Regions from separate parts of the Mus musculus genome. Here region 1 is linked to region 2. The links are chromatin contacts, called in public Hi-C maps. All regions are on one chromosome and are shown on one strand. The core of a region is the stretch at or near the end of the contact, and the rest is flanking DNA. Distances in the headings are between cores, read along the strand shown.

The links. Hi-C and Micro-C count contacts between places; a contact is called where the count stands out from the background.
Region 1: a Hi-C map of Th1 cells shows a contact between it and region 2, with 2.6 times the contacts expected there. The contact joins two enhancer-like sites. A contact is called at or near these places in 2 of 15 datasets of contacts at CTCF or cohesin (embryonic stem cells and stem cell-derived epiblast-like cells), 2 of 484 Hi-C or Micro-C datasets (Th1 cells and bone marrow-derived macrophages), 2 of 115 datasets of contacts at active chromatin or transcription factors (CD8 T cells and Th17 cells) and 1 of 9 other capture datasets (embryonic stem cells).

The regions. Positions count from the first base shown.
Region 1 is chr1:40,377,518-40,381,727 of GRCm38.p6, forward strand. No RefSeq gene overlaps it. Among named protein-coding and RNA genes, the nearest start is that of Il1rl2, 55 kb to the left of the region's middle. Within about 2 kb of position 2,759, at least 37 of the 459 cell types and tissues checked have an H3K27ac peak or open chromatin away from gene starts, as enhancers often do. A contact at or near this core is called in CD8 T cells, Th1 cells and Th17 cells, where this site is marked.
Region 2 is chr1:40,052,784-40,057,048 of GRCm38.p6, forward strand. No RefSeq gene overlaps it. Among named protein-coding and RNA genes, the nearest start is that of Il1r2, 30 kb to the right of the region's middle. Within about 2 kb of position 1,283, at least 22 of the 459 cell types and tissues checked have an H3K27ac peak or open chromatin away from gene starts, as enhancers often do. A contact at or near this core is called in CD8 T cells, Th1 cells and Th17 cells, where this site is marked.

The DNA of each region.
Region 1 (4,210 bases), core at 1,509-4,008, 330 kb after region 2:
GGTGAGGAATTTTAGTCAAGTTTCCAAGGTAATTTTCAAAACCAGTTATGTTTTTCCAGAGATATTAATGGCATGTTTTATATGAACATCTGGAATTATGGATCAAAATAACCTCTCTTTTTATGGAATCCAAGAGATGCTAACATAGACTTTTGGGACTAGAGACAGATCTTAGAATCCCAGCATTGGCCTAGCATGTTCAGGTCCTCAGGCTAGATCCCAAGCTGTGAAATTACAAATTCTCTTGGCTAGTATTATCTTTCCCTGTAAAATATGGAATAAATATATCAATATTTTGCTAGAATTAAGCTCTGAATTGGACGAAATCTATAAATGGGAAAGAATCGGTATCTTTAAATTTTAGGATTTCCATTTAATAATGAATGTTGTCTTTCTCACTTATGCCATTCTAGTTTTATTGAGAAATAATTAACGTATTTGCTGTGCATATTTTATGTGCATTTGATAGATGTCAGCTGATATTCAAAAACTGATACATGGCATTTTGAATTATATTTATTTTTAATGGTGCATAGGAAAACAACAGACTTTTGAATCTTTGTACTCGCTGTACTTATAAGCTCCAGTGGGCTTTTAAAATGATTTCTAGAAAATGCAATCTTATAGTAAAGTCCCTGAGAGGCTGACTCTTAAACATTCTTTCTGCCTGGTCTTCACAGTATGTAAAAAGAAGCAAAAAAGACATGAGTTTGAGAGAGAATAAAGAGATGACATATAAGGAATGGGTCAGAGGGATCAAGGTAAAGGGAAAAGATGTAATTATAACTGAATATAAAATTATTAAATTAGGAAAATGAATAAAAAGATAAAAAAGATTTAACCCCTTCATCAGCATTATAATTAATATCATTCTGAAGAAAATAAAAATGAAGCCGCTTAGGAATTGGGGTGATTCTTCAAAAGTTGTACGGCTACTTCTGGCCATGGGCAGTACTTGCATTCTCTCTTAACTAATCCCACAAGCAAGATGGTGTGCAGAGGCTAGACTCCGAGTTTGAGCCAACACACCAGCATCAACCACCCATGAGGACCATGGAAAAGAGCAGTTTGTAAGCTGGTACAAAATGCATGGGGGAAATACACATTTTATTTTGAACTCAGTATATCCATACAAATGCAAGACCTAAAAACATAGGATCTGAGACCTCTGTTTATTTTGTTTTAGAAACTTTGCTTTAATGAACCACATCTACTTTTGTTATTTGTTAACCTTTTAGTTACCTGATAACTTCGTTTACAGTGACCATAATTTCCTGCCCCTGTAAAAGGATGACATCAAGAAGAAAAGAAAGCAGTTTGTGGGCAAAGAGCCCTGAGAAAGAAAAAGCCAGGAGACTAGGGAGAAAATCATGCCTTAATTTGCCAAAGTAGAGCAAAGACTCCATTTGGCATTTCCCCGTGGCGCTGTGGCACCCTCTAGTGGCGATATTAAGAATGACGCTTCTCCTAGGGCAACGGAGTCCTTCGCAGGGCACCACTTTTAGAAGGTTCTCGAACTTCAGGCTAAGAATGTGCTTCTTCCCCTTAGTCTGGATTGTGCAGGTGGGTCACTGCTTCTAAGATGAGCTGGATTCCTCCTCAGGCAAACCACACTGCCTATGTTAAAGCATACCACAGTCACGATTCCTTGTAAGAAAATGTGCTAGTGAGGCCTCCATGAAGTCCCGCATGTTGCTGTCACAGATGAGGTAGTCTTTGTGTAAGACACTTGGGACCATATCTATTCAAGCCTTCTGATCTTTGGGGGGTGGGCCTTGAACTACTTAAATATGCATAATGAGATACCTTGGGGCTGGGTCCCACCAAGTCTGATAACGATTTTTATTTACATTTGATATGCTTCATACACGCAACCTCCAGGTAATTTAGTGTCCGTGTTCAGTTCTTTCTGATTTCACATTGCACGAGGGCAGGCTGGCTTTTCTGTCAGAGGTAATGTTGTGTCTGTGGAAAAATGCTGTCTATTTGAGAGCACGTTGTACACTTTTTAAAAAAGACTAGTGACTCAGCCTGTAACTGTAATAATTATTAGCCCGACTACACTAATATTATTTTTACAGCAATTGGCACCAGCAATTATGGTATCTGATGTTTACTGGTAGGTACAATGGATCAGGCAGGAGCTCCAAAAACAACAGCGGTCACCGATTGGCTGATTCAAATGTGGCCTCCCTCTGTCAGGGCCAGCAGCACCTCTGTGGTTTTGGTAGAGGGGCCCAGTGGTGGTCTGACTCCCTAACCCATGAACGATGAGCATGGGAAAGATCTGCACTATGGGCCACATTGTGTTTTCCGGCGAGCTGTTGGCTTCAGCTAAAGTGTTCCTTTGCAGGGATGCTAAACCTTTTTGAGTGAGTCTCCCCCTTGGTGTTAAGAACAATGTCACCTGGTGAAATAGGGTTGAGAGGGAGCACAGGGAGTATGTTGGGGTCCCTGGACACCTGTGGCACAGGTTGTTGTTGGTTTACCCAGGGCTGGGGCTCCTGCGTTGCCAAGGATAAAAATTAGGTAGTGGAGCACAAGTGTCACGACCTCTGCCCCCGAAGTTCTTGTGGGCATCAGCCATGTTGTAAATTTGCATCTCAGTTTGGGGTTATGTACAAGTTTAATGTCAGTGCCAAATCCGACGCTTTAAAACCCCAGCAAAAGTGCAGCTGGTGGATTCCAAACACAACCTTTCCACATTGCACAGGGTTGTTTCTTCTGTCCTGCAGGGGGCACCCTCGTGCTTTTCCTTCTGAGTAGAATCTGTTTAGAACTAGAAGGTTAGCTTATATAATACTGGAAGGGGCTATGCACATTGCTGGAGGCAGTGGAAGAATCATTAGTCTTACTGAACTGTGAAAATCATGACCTACAGGATGCAGAGTGGAGCCTCACCGCACATGGTGTCAGCCCTGTCTCTCAGATACTCTTAGCTGCGGCTCTGGTTCACTGCCAAGGATATCACGTGGATTTTGGTAACACCTTCATGCCCTTTGACAAATTGGAATCTGCCCAGAGCTCTGACTGAGGTGGTCCTGTGAGAAATGTATCTATGCTTAGTTTGACATGCTGTGGGTAAGCCTCCCATGGTTACAGAGGAAACACCTCCGATCCTAACTGTGTTCTCCAGAGAGAAACATTTTTAGGGTACAGGTAGAGCGAGCCAGTAGTCAAGAGTTCTTTTGAACAGTCAAGAAAGTGGAGATTCACCTTCCAGAATGGAGAGTGCGCCAAACCGCGGTTGTGCCAAGCAGCTACCTCTAGGATCTGGACTCATAATTTTTATTCAACTGTCTCTCTTCCCTTTCCCACCTCTGAGGTGGTCTCGGGGTGGTATCCCCCTTGGAACAGAAAGAGGTTTTCTTAGGTTCAATCTTTTTTCACCATTCAGTCTGTTACAAGTAGGTTCACTGGATAAAATTCGATGCGTAAAGATGTAACAGCAAGGAGAGCTGAGATGTTTGCTAGGGCAACGGGCTTTCTAGGAGGCAGCCTGAACCAACTTTGCTGTTTTCTCAGAATCCCGTGCTTTCTCTTCACTAGTTAGCTTGGCTGGCTCATACCCAGCTGTGAGCCCTCTTATTTACCTTCCCCAGTGTCTCTGGCCTTGCTCCTTAACCCTGACGTTCTTTCTCTTTAACTGCATCAGCGCAGCATTCTGCGGTCCCCGAGGTTCTGCGTACCGGAAGTTCCTGACCCAGCTTCCTGCAGTGGTCTCAGATACACCAGTCTGCTCAAGATCCTTTTCCATCCTCTTTCAGAAACTAGAAGATTTTACGCCCAGGTATGAGCAGCAGCCTATGTGCATCTCCAGGCCTCCAGGAAGCACCCTGCCCCTCTCAGGGATGAGCAATCGCCTATGCCCGTGTCTGCCACCAGACAGCAACCCTTTTTTTTTGTAGCTCATTGTTGTCTATTTTGGAGGCACAGTGTCTGAAACTGGCCAGATGAGCTGAATCAAGGCAGGGTTACCCAGTTCCTCGTTCTTCCTGACACTCAGTTCTAGGAAAATTTCTCTTAGCATCCTTCTTCCTCATTTGCCTGGTTGGGTGAGGAAGAGATGTTCTTTCTCGAATTAAACAGCGGTGAAGGAAAACCCTCGGTCTCCTCAGATGAGTTATGATTGGCCGTTGGCCTATGAAGCTGGTGGCCATCATTGGGTGGGCTCTGTTCTTATGGAAGGCCATCGACCTACCTCAGCTAG
Region 2 (4,265 bases), core at 33-2,532:
CTGGGATTAAAGGCATGTGCCACCACCGCCTGGCGTACAGTACAAATGTTAAAGTAGAAGAGAGCTATGGCTACTGGGACTGGGGTAATCACATGGAGAGGTGTTGCTACAATCTTAAAAGCATCAACTTCAGTTAGGGTATTCCTCTAGTTAGAAGGAATGATATGTCTTCTGTATACAAAGTGACCATGGCTAACAACAATGTATGGTGTCTTTGAAAACAGAGAGAAAATGAAGTGTTCTCAAGTGTTCTCACCAGGAGCCACAGGCAAGTAACATGAGGTGATTCATATGTTAAGTCGTTCAGTAGGGTGGCTGCCCACAATGTGTACATATTTTAGAATTCCCTGTTCTTCACTCTTTGCTTATTTCAAACCTTCGGCTCTACCCAACTACTAATTTACTTGATGTCCCTGTAGATTTGCCAAATACAGACAGCTCGTGGATTTTTAATTCTTGTCCCACTAGGGGCCTCTGCATGTCTGGCTTCTTTCACTTGGCAGAAGATTTTCAGAGTATAATTGTGTTGCTATGATTCATATCCTGACAAAAACAACTGAGCAGAGCAAGGATTTATTTTACTTACCATTCTAGGTTACAGTCCATCGTTTTGGAGAAGTCAAGGCCGGAACTTAAGCAGTTAGTCATATCACATCCATGGTCAAGAGCTAAGAGAGAATAAACCTATGCTCTGTTGCTTTCTTCTGCTGCTCAGCTTTTCCAGGCCTATTGCAGCCTTCAGTGTCAGCCTCAGACTGTGGCAAGAGGAGGCTCTCCCTAGACCTGCCACCCTTTGCTCCCAAGAGCCTCCTCACAAGGCAAGGAATCTTCAGGTGAAGAAGTCAGGCCAGCCATGTCCCGTATCCTTCTTTCTAGGCTGCAACCCAGCACCAGCACCCCAAACTTTGGGTCATGCCACCTCTACTCTTCTCCTAGGCCTGTAATCTTCCCTAGGTCTGTCCTCTGAGTATGGACTTCACACTTCACTTCCCATGAGCCTCTTGGTCTGATGGGTATATTTATTTGAAGATGAAGGTAGGGCCGGCCAGAGTGGAGAGAGCTGCTTATTGGGTGGACTAGGTGACATTTGTGCACTTGAGTTTCCTGGTAATGCCAGACAGAGTCTGAGAGAAAATAGATCATGGACAAGCTGGTTGAACTTCTCAGCAGAGACAGATCTACGAGAATCTCTCTCCTCCCCCTCTCTTCTCTACTGCATCTCTCAAGTCTACATTCATATCTGTATAAAGAAAGATTTATGATGAAGAGCTGACTCATTTTTATAGAAGCTGAGCCATCCATGACATCCTGTTTGCAAGCTTTAGACCCAGAAACTCCTGCTGGTGTAGGATATGCTCCCCCCCCCCAAGTTAAAAGGCTCATGGTATAGATTCCAGCCCAAGTCTAAAGGCCTGAGAACCAGAGAGCTCCATGCACCAACCCAGCAACCAGCAGGGTTTGTCACCCATCCCAGTCAGTCCATTCTGCAGGTTTGTGTATGTACAGCCACACTAGGATCTTTTCTCAGCCTCCCAAAGGCTGATCTCTAGGAAGCTCCCTCTGGACACTGCCAGAGATAGTGTTAAAGCAGCTGATTGGTGTGTCATGGCCATTCCCACCGCTGGACACCAGGTTAACCATCACACTAGAGCCTTTACAACCCTCCACGTGGAACCTCAAGCCCCGTCCTCTCACCAGGGTGCCATTGTGAAGCAGAGTGGTACAGATGGTCCCTGACTTCTGATGAAATCAACCCACAACTGTCAACTTTATTGTGGGTTGAAAATGTTATTCACTGGACAGAAACTTTGATCTTTTCTCTGTAGTCCATAACTTATGGGATCCATTTGCCTTCCGGAGAGCTTCATTTTGTGACCCTGGTTGGTTATATCCCAAGCTTACTTCACAGCCTCTCTCATGATGCTGAATACGAGCAGTGAGCTTCAACTCCAAGCCAGCGCTGTAGACTCCAGAGTGAATAGGAGAGAACCTGAGCTAGCTGAGTTGCTACCCTGTGGGGATCAGGATGCTGGGTACTGTAGGACCGTGAAAGGCAGCCTGTTTTCTGGTTGAGCTAGGTTAAAATCCTGGAGACCCAGTAGATAACTCCGCAAGGAACGGAAGGAAGTCTGCCACGGTCTCAGACACCAGGCTCCTGATACAAGGCCCAGCTCCATAATTCTGTGGCCATCAATCATGTACCCCTGTATTCTGTCTGAACTCCACCCCCACAGTCACCTGGCAATAGCCAGGTAGGCATGGCCCACTATAAAAGGGGCTGTTTGCCCCCCTCCTCCCTCTCTTACTCTTACTCTTACTCTCTACTCTTGCCTTTCTCTCTTGCCCTCTTGCTACCCCCCCACCCCGGCATTTCCTTCTTCCCTCTCTCTACATGGCCATGACCGACCCCTACTTCTCTACTCTCTCCCTCTCTCTGCCTTTCTACAATAAAGGCCTTAAAGCCATGGACTTCCTCTTCTCACCGAAACCTGCTGTGCTGGAGCAGTGGAGCAGGTCTTCCTCTTAAAGAGACGCGCATCTAATCTCCTGTGGGAGGCCTCCCTGTGCTCCCAGACATGGTCTCCACCAAGCCAAGCCTCCTGCCTGAACAAACCAAGGACTCTCATCCCCGAGAGAACCAGCCGGGAGCTCTCCTTCTGCCCTTTTTCCTTCGACCCCGGGCTAGAGTCAGCCTGTGGCTCCCCCTGCTCATTCTCAGCTCTTCCGCTACATCCAGAGATGTCTGCGGTGTCCGAGAGTGAGAACCTGCCATCCCTCCATGCGGCCCCGGGGACTCCAGAACCCGCTCTTCCGTGGCACCCAGAGACGTATGTGGTGCCCAAGAGTCTGAGCCAACTTTGGTAGTTCCTTGGGCATCTCAGACTGCGCTTCCCCACCCCTGTTGCTTCTCACAGCCTGACGCCCAGCCTGGCAGCGATGTGGAGTGTGCGCAAACTTCTCCTATCTGCCTCCATGAGCGGTCCTAACCCTGTGTCGGATTGGTGCATTTTAATCCATAGGGTGCCTTAATCACATAGACTTATAACTTTTCCAACTTGCCATACAATGGGCTTTATGGCAATCCAATGGTAAGCCAAGGCACATATGTTCATAGTGCGGGACTGTTTGTGCATGATTCCTATCTTAACCACAGCTACACAGTCTCCATTGGGCCCTGCAGTCTGAGGCAAGGGCCTCTCTGTCATCATGGGTGTTTTTTCTTTGCAGCGTTCTTGAGTCAAGACTTTTATTTACTAGGTCATGTAATTCCCCTATATCTATTGCTGGGGAATGAATGATTTTGAAACCAAATGACTCAAAATAAAGATTTTGATGATCTCTTGTGATTTCATGGGACATCTGGGTGCTTCATCACCTCTGGGTTGGCTCAGCGGTTGGCAGTCGTCCATTCACAGTGTGGCAGAGTAGTGCTGTCTGGGGGTGCATCCTGTCTCCACAATGTATCTCGCTCAGTATGGCACTGTTTTATCAGCAGACGTGACTAGACAGTGGCTGTGGTGTCTCTTGGTCTCCCAGACCAATGGATGGGACCTCACTCTGCATCTCCAGTCACAGCAGCAGGTGCTTTAGGATCTTTGTTGTAGGATAGCCGTCCTGGGCATCCCGAGTCAGTCTAGCTTGTCTCTCCATCATCTTAACAAGCCTTGGGCTACAGCAGGTCTTGTAATACTCACTTGTTCAGGTAAAGCACATACAGGATGATGTACTGGACCATAATGTAATCTAGCCTGACCCCTAGCATGACGCCAAGCCATTCAGCCTAACTCCTTCCAGTTGTCTTTGGAATTGTCGGGATTTCAGCCAACAAGATTGCTATTTGCTGTGAACAAGAAATAAAATATTTCGTTGACCAGGAGCAGTGGGTGGTTTTTCTAGAATATGTAGTAAGTATGTTGGGTATTTTATTAACTCTTTTTTTTTGTTGTTGTTGTTTCTGTAACTAAATACCTGAAGTTGGGTGCTTTATAAAGAACAGGGGTTCATTTAACTCACATGTTTAAAGATTCAGGAGCCTGGTGCTGGCCTCTGCTCAACTCCAATGAGGACTTTTTGGGTTACATGGCGCAATGGTAGATAACATAATGGCAGAAGTGGAAGTTGGGGAGGGGTGGGACGAGGGTGGGGTGGGGTAGTGTAGGAGTGGGAGTGGGGGTTGCTGATGATTTGAAAAGAAGGCAGAGAGCTTCAGGGAAAAGCCTCCATGTAAAATAACTTGCTCTCACAGGAACAGTGGGGGTCCTGTG